Regions from separate parts of the Mus musculus genome. Here regions 2 and 3 are each linked to region 1. The links are chromatin contacts, called in public Hi-C and promoter capture Hi-C maps. All regions are on one chromosome and are shown on one strand. Each heading gives the region's core, a stretch centred on a gene start, on an enhancer-like site or on the middle of the called end of the contact. The rest is flanking DNA. Distances are from core to core; before and after follow the strand shown.

Region 1 (4,073 bases), core at 1,332-3,831:
TAACATTCAGATTTCTCCTAGACTCAGAAACCTAACTCTAAAGCACACCCCACACCACCTGCCATCTCGACCCAGTCTACAGCAAGGCAAAACAACAGTGCCTGTGGCCAACCACTTGCTAAAACCTTTCTCACAAACATCTGTGTGCATCTGTGACCACCGCATGAATCAACTGGGTCTAACAGAGTCACTCCGGGATGAGAAGTGACTTTCCAGGGACAGGAAATAGTGTGCTTCTCTTCTTTCCCAAACCCTCCTTCTAACTTGACTCTTTGGCAAGGTCCTCATGGCTGGAGCCCTTCCCCTCATGAGGACTAGGCAGGGACAGGCTCTAGGGTCCTCAGGAACGAGCAGCAGTGTGGCCTCCTGTAGGACCTCAGCCGCTGCTCAGGTGCTCCCCTCCCCAGTATCAGGTCAGTGTCTGGGACAGAGTGCCCACATCTAGTCACATCAAGTCCTCCCTGCTTGCCCCCTCTCACCGCATGACAGGATGAAGTTAGGTGACGTCAGCATGATGAAGGGGAAGGTCTGGAGAAGGCCAAAGTAGACGAGGTTGGTGAAAAGGCCCACGCCAATCATGCTGGTGGGGAAACGCTCAAAGACGTAGAGGCCGATCAGCACTGCTGTGGAGAACTAAAACAGGCAGAGGCGCTGGCTCAGGGGACCTTTAGGCCTCCGGGACAGTCAGTCCCTGCCTGCTCTGCACAGCGCTGTTACAAATGCACTTTGGTTTTCTCGGTTCACAGAAACCACACTCAGCTTTCAAAAAGGTGGTCTCTCTGAAGGCCACTTCTAAAACATTTTAGACAGTGATCCAAAGTAAGAAAAAAAAAACATTTTATACAGCACTCCACCAAACACATACCCAACGTGTGACAGAGCGCACACTCACTTTGCCTGCTCTCGTTTTTACTGTTAGCACTGTTTTTGGAGCTGGAGCTGAGGATCTAACCGAAGGCCGCATGCATGCCTGTACCCCCATGTCCCATTTCATAGCTTCCTTGAATGCTAAGCATGATCTACTGAATCAATTACGTAACTCAGTGATGAATCCAGCAGGCAGTCTGAGAAAGGCTTCGGTTGTCGGTGATGAAAGGTCTAATTGCTATCCCAACCACACCCACAGACTGAGCCAATGAGCTGGCTGTAGCCCTGTCTTTACCACAAACTACAACCCCAGGCTACGTTGAGAGTGAAAGTAGCTGCAGACTTTAGGCGACTGAAAGGTGAACTTTTCTGTCCAAAGGTATCCTCCCCCCCCCCCCCCCCCGCACCTCAGTCTTCCTCACAGCCTCTCTAACAGGGACAGGGACCAAGTCTTCAGGAAAAGAAACCTCCATGAGGGAAGAGAAAGGGCTGGACATTCTCCCTTAGGACAAATGACACTGAGTGGAGAGAGGGCAATAGCTAACTAAGCGTTACAAACTGTCCTTATTGTCCCTATAAGTTCTAAGCCTGGGCTGGGATTGGGGACCTGGTGTTAGAGACCGTGGACACTGTGAGACAGACACAGGAAAGCGAAGCCATGAATACCTATCAATGAAATATCTGCACTGTCACCTTAAGGAATGGCAGTAGGTTGTGAAACTATGCCACCTGAGGCTGGAGGGCCAGGGGTGATCTGGACCCAGGAGTGCAGACTGCAGGGCAGGGAAGCAAGTGGGACACCCTCAGATCCTGGGTTCTCAGCACCAAAACAGCCCCAGCTCAAACAGTCCCCACTTCCTGTTTCTGATGTAGGGCAAACAAGCCCTGGGTGACTACTCCAGGGAAAAGCGGCCACTTACCCAGATCATGTATTTGATGATTCGGCTGGTGGCCACCGTGTACTCTTCTATCAGCTCTGCAAGGTAGTACAGTCCAGCCGCTGGGTAGGAGAAGGGGGTCCCAGAGGGAGGGGGACAAACAGGAAGAGATCAGCCAGGGACACTCCCACCAGCCTGCTCATCCTGTAGTCCCCCACCAACCCTCCTCAGACTCCAGGAAGTCGGGAACAAGCCAAAGCACCCCTGGGATGTCCTTCTCATCTGCACAAGTAGATAGAACTTTGCCAAGACAACTGTAGAAATATTGGATTTGACCGCACAGCATAAAGTTAACCTCTGTTCCGGGAACCTTAAACTTCACTCGTCAATCAACACCTGCAGAACACTTAGTTTACAGGCCGGGTGCTGTACACTAGCACACAGCCGGGTGAGACAGACAGGGGCCTTCCCCCTGTCCCAGCTGGAGGGGACAGGCTGAGTAGGGAGCTCAGGGCTCCAAGAGCAAGGATGCGTCTCGGGAACCAAGCATCCCCACCGGAAGGTTCCGCAGAGGTCCAGTAGGACCAGCTCGGGGTCGTCAGCGCCCAGCTGCAAAGAGCAGCAGCGGTTGGCGGCTCGGGGCATCGGGGCGCGCGCGGCCCGGGTCAGCGCTCTCACCGACGGCCAGAGTGATGAATGCCACCTGGATGAACAGCGACAGCCAGCTCAGCACGTACATGAACCACATGGCGCCCCCCGGGCCGCCGGGACGGGCCTGCGCGGTCCGGCTCCCGCGACACTGAGCGGCCGCCGCCGTGCTGTCCCCGCCCAGAGGACGCCGAGAGGAGCAGGGCGGAGCGCCGCGGCCCCTGCGCCCCCGCCAAGCCCGCGAGCGCCGCTAACCGGCTCGGAGGATCGAAATCGCGCTGCACCCGGTACGGAGCGCCTACACAGAGCCCAGATTGATTGGAACCAATCCTGGCTCAAGCCTGCTCCGCACAGCCTTGGATCCTAATTTTCTGGGAGAGGAAGATTCCCTTCTCTCAGGTCACACACTAGGAAGCCGCATAATCTGGAATCCCAGGTGCCTTTAAATGGTCACCTTCAGCCTTAACTCTCCCTCTAGGCTGAGGTCTTTTGCAATGCAGGTCTTCACTTTTGCGTGGGGACTAAAGCAACAGCTAAGCACTGACTGTACTTGCGACACCGCAGGTAATCATCTGAGAGAGCACCACCTAGTGGCTGACACAGGTAAGCTCAGAGTGCCAACAAGCCTCTTATCTCAAACAAACTTTTTGTTTGTTATTTTCAGAAAGGGAGGGTCTCATAGCTCAGGCTGGCCTTTGAACTGTCAACTCTCCCATCTCCAGCTCTCAATTGGTAGGGTTTCAGATGTGTGGAGTCTCCGTACTAGGGCAAAATATAACTTTGGTTTTGGTTTTGTCTGTTTTGATTAAGGGTCTCTATGTAGTCCTGCAACCTGCTATGTAAATCAGGCTAACCTTGAACTCACAGAGACCAGCCTGCCTCTGCTTTATCCCAAATCCTGGGATTAAAGGTGTAGAAACATCATGCAAAGATCTTTTCTTTTTTTGAAACAGCCTTATGTGCCTCCAGGCTGGCCTTGGTGACACTAAGTAGTTTTGAGTGCTGGAATGGTAGATATTATATGTTAAGGACTAGGTACAATATTAAGGCCTAGGTAACTGTCACCTGGCCAGCCTGCCATTATAAGGAAACTTGCTCATGTTTCTACTGTTACTAGGAAACTTTCTAATGCCAGGATTGGTTATGTATTCTGTTTTGTTCTGTGCCCTGGGAAACCAATCTAAATAGAAATGCTTTGCATGGTTACTCACAGCAAGTTTGGGTCTGAAGTGACCATCCAACAATACTTTCTGCACCTGACTATAAGCTTTTATGGGATTTGCTGTTATAAGCTGCCCCTGGGATGAACCCCAACATAAGAGATATAAGAAACTATTTAAAATAAGACCCCCCCTCCATTTTGAGTAGGGGTCAAGTAAAGTTTAAGTTCCCAAGACTTCCCTGGGAACTGACTTCCTAATTGGCAGAGAGAGACAGGTATGTGGGCAGCTGACATCCTGGTTAACAAGTTAAGATATGAATTTTAGTCAAAACAAGTCCCATCCTGGTAGACAAGTTAAGACATGAATTTTAGACAAAGGCAAGTTCCCTGCAGCCGTTGAATACCCTAACCAATGGGAGCAGGACAAGTGTACACAAAGACATCTTCCTAAGGAAGTTCCCCATCCCTAAATCCTGATTGGTGAAATAACATGGCACAAGATGTTTGCGGCTTGGGGC
Region 2 (3,730 bases), core at 191-2,690, 1.0 Mb before region 1:
CAAGCAGGGCCGGAGGCGCTTTCTTATGTAAATGGCGCGCCGAGAGAACTGGAGTTTGCCGGGAAGGCAGAGTGAGGTGGGCTCAGGAAGGTCAGAGCGACTAAAGGTTCATTTTCAGAAACCAAGAAAACAAAACAAAAACAAAAAAGAAAAAAAAGAACTCTGGGGATCGTGGGGTGGGAAGATGAGTCCATTCCGTGTAACTTTTAGTTCCAAATCAGAACATACTATCCAAAATCCGCCCTCAACTCGGCGGCCAGACACGGGGACGAGGCGGGGCGGTCCCCAGGAAGGTCTGCTGTGAGGGGGCGCCCCTTTCGAGCCTCAGTTCCGGGCAGTTCAGTTCCGGGGAGGGGGCGCGGCAGGCTAGTCTTTCTGCGCCCTTTCCCGCTCCTTCCTGGGTGGCTCTCTCCCCCACCCCACCCCCGATCCACCCCCAAGGAGCGCCACGAGGAACCGAAGGCCTCTTCAACACATCCTTAAATTCAAGAGGGCCGGGCCCCAGCTGCTACACGCTTCCACCCCGCCTCCTCCCCTAAGCAGGATTCTTCCCCACGTGCTCCTGCCGGAACTCGGGGCTGCAGAAGGGGGCTCCTCCCACGTGGGCGCAGCAGTCTCAGACTACGTGCAGGGCGGCCGTCCCATCAAGAAATTAGGGGCTCTAAGGGTGGGGAGGGTGCGCGCAGGTCCCGGGTAGGTGGGACTATCGATGGTGAGCGGTCGGGCCACGAGGGTGCCTAGCAGACGTGGCTTCTCGCGCGCAGGACTTTCCCAGCTACCCAGACTGGTTCCACGTCTCCAGCCCCGAAGGAGGAGGAAGCAGGTCCTCTGCGTGCTCCAGATTCCGGGAGAGCACGCAACTTGGTCCGAAGCGAGCCAGAAGCTCCCGCCCGTGCCGACTTACCTTCTGCACTTGGTTTTGGTTGAGCTCCGTGAATAAGCAGGCGATCATATGCGAGGCGATCATCTTGTTGCGGCGAGTCGGGGCCAAATAGAGAAACCGAGGCTCGAGCGCTACCGATGGAGCAGGCAGCGCTGTCCGACCGCTTTGAAACCAGGCCCGGGTGTCCGGCTGGGATCGAAGACTCCAGGAGCCACACAAAGAAGCTTAACCACGATGGCTCACCAGCTGAGGGCCTCAAGTTTCCAGAAACAGGGTTTTTTTTTTTCTTTTTTTCAATTTTTTTAATCACAACTACTAGAAGGTACCCTAAGTCTCACTCCTGCCGACCGGTCTAGCTGCTTAGCGTCCCGTCGCTAACTTCACTCACTGGGTCACTAAGGCTCAACTTCGGAAAAAAATGACAGTTCTGTTCCAATCCGGCGATCGCACCTATCAGAGTCACTGGCGTGATGCTCCTGCCCTCGGATCTCCAAAGCAGAACAACTCCGGGTAGCCTGTGGTGTCCTGAGACTCCAGCACTGGAGTTGGTGCAACAATGTGGCTTATTGAGGGGCTGCCGGCTCTTTGGGCCGCCCCGGACAGTGACGTGGATGTGCTCATTGGCTGCGGGAAGAGGGTGTGTGCGCTCTTCGGCTGTCCGCCCGCGGTCCACAGCCAATCAGCGCCTAGAGCCCGCGGGCGCGGCTGCTCCAGCACCCAAGCAGGCGGCGGGAGAGACGCGCCCGAGGCTAGGGGCGGAGCTGGGCGCCAGAGTTGGGACGTGTGTTCCGTGGCTAGAGCTCGGGACTCCAGGGCGCATGAGCCACCGCCGCGTCAGGCTCAGCTTCGGGTGGGGGGCGCGTGATCGCGGACCCAAGAGATGTTGGGCGACTGGAAAGACAAGTGATCGTAGCAGCACACGCCATAATCTGGTATCTGGGGATCATGTGAGGGGCTGCCACTGCCCTGTGACAAGTCTGAAGCACCGTGATTCTCATCTTAATTGTAGCTCAACGAGTCAGCGGATCCCTGAAGCTAAGCCATTACAAAAGTCAGCCCTTCTTAATATCACACCAATATAGCATATGGATTTTACTAACCCCGTTTTACAGATTGGGGAACTAGGCACTGTGCTGTTAGTGAGTTTTGCCCAAGGTCACACCCCTAACAAATGGTAGATGAAGACAGGAACACATCTTACTCTGAAATGCAATTCCCCCACCCCCGGTATATTATCCAGCCTTTCTTGAAGCCAGCAAAGGCTGGAGAGAAACTTTGTTTGTAGCTGGGACTGATAGATGGGAGGAGAAAGGGCACCTGTAACAGCTTGATCCTAGGCTCAAGTGGTGTGAAATGGTTTATAGATGCTGAGAAGAGCCCGCCTCGACCTCAGCTCATGCCTGACACCAGACTCTAAGTTGACATTTATGAGTAGACGCCATCAATATTGAAATAGCACCTCAGATGACATGAAGTTGGTGCTGGTGGAGAATGGAAAGCCAGGAGTTTGAAAGTTACATGGAAGGAAGATAAAGCCTACCATTTCCAAATAATCTCACTCCCCAAGCCCTCTCTCCACCTCCGGAGTGGCATGTGCCACTACTGGGGATCTAACATGGGACTTTGTGCGTGCTAGAAAAGCACCCTGCCCACTGAGGTACACCCCAGCCCTAAAAAGGCTCTGCTCCACTTTCTATGATGTGGTTCATCTATTTCCTCTCTGGGTGATCCCTCTTAGCGCCATCGTCAGCAGTTACACCATCCGCACACAGGTAACTCACAAACCTAATCTACAAGCGAGGACTTTCCCCAGGGATTCTGGCTTTCTTAACCAGCTGTCATTTGTCATCCCTGTGGAGGTGACTAGTGTCTCACACTTAACATGTACTAGGCTGAACTTCCCAGGGTCACCCCCCCCCCTTTTACCAATTGTCTCCACAAATGACGTCACCATCCATGGTTTTCTCCCTGCTCTTACATCTATTCACACCATCAGTGAACAGTTAGTCTAACTTAGCAAATCAAAGAGGCCAGACCCTCATAGCCAGGCCACCGATGACTCCACCAGAGCCTGTGTAATTTCACTTAGCTGCTGTTTTTAGGTACCTCTAGCTTGACCACTGTGATCCCTCGTTCACTCAGGAGCTAAAGAGACTTGTTTAAAATACAAACCAGTGCTTCATGTAGTGGCACACACTCGTAGTTCCAGTGATTCAGAGGTGGAGGCAGAAGAGTCAGGAATTCAAAGCCAACTTGGATAGCTTGATAGATACGCTAGGTAGGTAGGTAGGTAGGTAGATAGATAGATAGATAGATAGATAGATAGATAGATAGATAGATAGATAGATAGATAAGAGATAAGATTAGATTGGTTGATAGATATATACCAGACTGTCTTGGGGTGGTGGTGTCTTAAAACCATTGTTTTTCTTCAACTAAAATCCAAACTCCTAAGAGTAACTATTAGAAATAATTTTTAAGGCTGGACATGGTGGCACATGCCTTTAATCACAGCACTTGGGAGGCAGAGGCAGGCATATCTTTGAGCTCCAGGCCAGCTTGGTTTACCAAGCAAGTAGACTTGGAAGAGATACTCAACGAAACCCTGTCAAGAAGAAGGAGGAGGAGGAGGAAGAGGGGAGGAAGAGGAGGAGGAGAAGGAGAAGAAGGAAGAAGAAGGAGAAGAAGAAGAAGAAGAAGAAGAAGAAGAAGAAGAAGAAGAAGAAGAAGAAGAAGAAGAAGAAGAAGAAGAAGTAGTAGTTGTTTTAGAGCCAGGCAACAGCACTTTGTGAGTTCAAGGCTGCAAGCATGGTCAACAAATTCCAGGACAGCCAGTGCTACACAGAG
Region 3 (3,792 bases), core at 213-2,712, 1.6 Mb after region 1:
CAAAGACAGCAAGTGTTTCCCAGTCGGGAGTGCAGGCTTACTTAAGGATGCGTAGAATGGGGGTGGGGACAAATGGAGGATCACTCAAGGTTAGGCACAAACACCCCTGACAGCGTCTCAATATTTGGTGGCATTTTACACTAGCTGGGACATTAAGTCTCTCCAGATTCCTCCATGCAGAGACATGTCTATTTTTGAAAGAAAACAAGTCCTATTTTAAAAAACTCTAGGGACGTATTCTCAGAAAGCTTAGTTCGACGAAGTTGGGGGGGGGGCTGAATTCGGAACCATTCTCACTTCTAAACCCAGCCACATCCCACCTTTGTAGCATTTTCTTTCTTCCTTCAAAGTTTTCTCTAGCACATCTGCTGTCCCCACTCCTGGCAAGCCCAGGGTCACTTCAGCTCTGGAAGCAGTCTGAGGGTCTGCGGCGTAATAACTAAGCTCCCATGCTCCTGGCTCACAGACCTGGACCTCCGGTTCCATGGCCGAGTTAGTGATACCCGGGTTTCTTGGGTTGGCGTGTCCCCAAGTAAGGTTAATCATAGTCACGGTGCACCCTGAAGAGCCCAAGCGGGTGTGGATGGGGGCCAGCGCTGCGCAGCGGCCGGGAGCAGCGCAAGTAGGACTGGGGCGCACTTGGGACCCTTGGGAGGAGAGCTCAGCTTCGGAGAATGACACAGCGTTTCCCCGCACCGGGCTCTCTCCGCGTTGTCCCAGCCGCATCCCCGCAGAACGCACTAGCTGTCCGGCTGGTCTCATCACTGAAGCCCCAGGCCCCCGGACAGAGATCAGGTCGCTGTACCGGTGCACGCGGTCCCATCCTAGGGCACACGCAGCACCTTGCTGGAGGTTGAGGAACCGGAGCATGACCATGGGGCGTGCCCAGGGAGTTTTGCCCGGAGACTGTCCCGCAGCTCACAAGAAAGGTCAGTCCCACTCGGGGAGAAGTTGAGGAGCATACCGGCCACACCACCGGCCCATGCATCACAAGACGGGAACTTTGCGCCTAGGGCGCATTTGCCAGAGCGACCCCTTCAGAGCCGCTCGGACCCTGGACCGCGACCCGCGTGGCCAATCATCGAGCGACTAGGACGGGGGCTGTGCCAGGGCGCGGGCATCCGCGGAATGACTGTGCCACCCGCCAATAGGAAACCAGAGAGGGAGACCTCGCCCATCCTGTTGCCCAATAGGAAAGGAGCGGCTACAGCCAAGGTCCCCGCACTAGCTGTAGGCTCTGGTGGCCGCGGGTTGGAGACCCTCGAGCTGAAGTGACTTTGCAAGAGATTTGGCTCCGTGCCCTTCCCTGTGTCTCCCTTCCACCCGCTCGTCGCATCCCGAACCTCACCTGCTGGAAGCGGGGCTTGCCCAGCTGGAAAGGGGGCGCATCTGTGGAGGCGTTCGGGGCACTGGCCGCCGCGGACGCCGCTGAGGCTGTGGTTGCTGTATCCGCCATGGCCACTGACGCCCGCAATCTCCAGCCCTTTTAAAATGTCCCTCCTCGGCCCCCGCCACAGTTGCCTCTCCCGATTGGCCGTGAGCAACCGCAGCGAACCGGGCGCGCAGGGGCTTCTGGGGAGTGTAGTTTTCCCCTGCTCTGAGCCTGACAACCTCAGACTGCAGAGAGTTGCACCCACGCAGACCTGGTCTTAGTTCCTACCGCTAAAGCAGCAGGCGTTTGCAGTCCTGAGAATGTATGCAAATGCATGTGCGGATATACGTGTAGGCCTGAGTCTTAGGACAAGGAACCCCTACAAACGCGGACACGACCCGGGATCAGACAAGCAAGGACTCCAGGCAGAGTGGGGTTAATTCGGATGGCCTTCAGCAAGGAGTCGCACTGCGGGATTTTCCTACCGTTTCTTCTATCAAAATCCTGGCTCCAGCCATTCTGCCACTCTCTGAAACAAGCCATGCTCACGCTGCTGTGACCCTTTAACATTCTGCTCATTTTTATCATGGCCTGAGGCGATTCTTTTTATAGGTTCCGCATACGCGTTCATCCGTTCCATCAGCCTACTTCCACAAAAATCCGCTTCCGGATTTTGTACCACGCAGCACTCTCTTGCCTCCTTGCATGTAACTCAGGCTAGCCTGGAACTATGTAGCACAGGCTGGCCTCAAACTTGTGATCCTTCTTCCTCTGCCTCCCAAGTCCCAGGATTACAGGTGCCAGCCAGCAGACAAACCATGAGCTTAAATATCTTTCCTACTGTATGGTGGGGGAGGGGGATGGATAAATCTTCAGTGCAGATATAGGAAGGTTGACACTAGGTACTCAAATGCTTTGGGTGACTTAAATATCCAGAGCTTAAGCATCCTGAGACCCTACTTCTTTTGATCTAAGGAGGTTTGGTCCAAGCCTAATTACTGAGGACCAGCAACAGGGGTGCACCAGGAGCTGTAGAGAATACCAAGGTAATAAACACCTCACCCCCACCCCCTGCAGAATGGCACCAAATGGCAACTGCAGCCCCAGCTAAGTGGTGTGGTTATAAGCCACACTGGGCATGGAGAATGGGGAGTTGATGGTTTCACCCAGGACATAACTCCTTGACTCTAGGGGAGCCTCTGTCTCATGGTGGGATTCAGAGCTAACTTGGGGTTGCCCTCTTGTCCTTCTGGACACAGCATGAGCCATTGGTGGCCCAAGGGCTCATTCACTCACTGATAGCTGACCCACATGGAATAGAACTCACAAATGACCCAAAGAACAGTTCTTATTTTTGGTTTGTATCCTACCTTTCCTTACTGAACTCAGTGGCTTCAGGACAGAAATCACAAAACTTGCCCTCTTTATCCACTCCCCCCACCCCGCCAGGCCCAACACTCAGTAAATATGCCTGTGATCAGTGCCCGTGAGCACAGGCATCCTAGGCACACGGGCCATGAGGCAGTGTTGCCTGTGATTTCAGAGCGGTAGCTCTGTCACCTGAGAACCACACTGCCCTCTCCCACAGGCGGTCTCCTTTGTCCGCTCATTTCAAAACAAACACACAAGCTGGCTGCGGTACGTGATCTTTTTATTCTTCATAAAGTGCTCAAAACATGAAGAACAAGCTCTTTATAGACAGGAGTTTCAACTAGGAGGACAAAGGGCAGAGCAGAGCTGTGCCTGCTTGCTGCCTGTCTGGCTGCACTCTGCAGTATGTGGTAAGGATCAGACAATGAACAAAACCCTGGCCTCAGTTCAGGACCTCTCTGCAGGACACCCCTGCCCTGGCCATGTAGAGAAGCCAAACAGCAAGGATGGATGAAAGATGAGAGAAGGGCTGGGACTAATTAAAGCCCAGAGGAAGACCTAGAAGAGGGACTCAGTTCCTCAAAAGACACCTCCAACACCCAAGGACTGACCCTACCCCCAAACTCTGGGAACTGGTGGCTATTTTCTCATCTCTGAGTTGACCTATAGTTGGTAACTGCACAGTGGTGGACCCCATTGTGGTTCATCTGCTCTATGCTGGCAGAAGACTGACGTCATCCACAGAGAATATTCTCCTGAGGTGTTCTGAGTGAACCCATGACCCTGTCTTTAAGAGACAGCTGGAAAGACGTTACTGCTTCTCCACTGGGCCCAAAGAATCTTTTGTCAGCATCTCACCTCCTTCACTCATACCTTTTGTAATGCACAGCCACCAAGGACCCCCGAGGATGCCAGGGAGACTGGCAGTATTCACAAGCAAGCTAGAAGCTGGACCACAGAGCAGATACCTGACTTCACTTGAATGCACTTCAGCCAAGCCAGGCAAGACAGGAGGGATTGGTGAGCAGGAGGGACTGTACAACAAGGAC

What was found. Hi-C and Micro-C count contacts between places; a contact is called where the count stands out from the background. Capture Hi-C pulls out chosen DNA fragments and counts their contacts.
Region 2: a Hi-C map of B cells shows a contact between it and region 1, with 10 read pairs. The contact joins the promoter of Hk2 here to the promoter of Tex261 in region 1. A contact is called at or near these places in 1 of 39 promoter capture datasets (pre-B cells) and 1 of 484 Hi-C or Micro-C datasets (B cells).
Region 3: a contact with region 1 is called in a promoter capture Hi-C map of adipose tissue, with 2.7 times the contacts expected there. The contact joins the promoter of Sfxn5 here to the promoter of Tex261 in region 1. A contact is called at or near these places in 1 of 484 Hi-C or Micro-C datasets (B cells) and 2 of 9 other capture datasets (adipose tissue and pancreatic islet).

Annotation. Positions count from the first base shown.
Region 1 is chr6:83,773,231-83,777,303 of GRCm38.p6, forward strand. It overlaps Tex261 (testis expressed gene 261), which reads right to left and starts at 2,582. Exons shown (of 6, transcript NM_009357.2): 1 at 2,424-2,582; 2 at 1,788-1,867; 3 at 480-633. The coding sequence starts at 2,493. It overlaps Gm52907 (predicted gene, 52907), which reads left to right and starts at 2,705. Exons shown (of 2, transcript NR_168047.1): 1 at 2,705-2,996.
Region 2 is chr6:82,773,014-82,776,743 of GRCm38.p6, forward strand. It overlaps Hk2 (hexokinase 2), which reads right to left and starts at 1,441. Exons shown (of 18, transcript NM_013820.3): 1 at 905-1,441. The coding sequence starts at 967.
Region 3 is chr6:85,331,960-85,335,751 of GRCm38.p6, forward strand. Sfxn5 (sideroflexin 5) reads right to left here and starts at 1,463. Exons shown (of 14, transcript NM_178639.4): 1 at 1,349-1,463. The coding sequence starts at 1,456. Rab11fip5 (RAB11 family interacting protein 5 (class I)) reads right to left here. Exons shown (of 6, transcript NM_001003955.2): 6 at 3,003-3,792.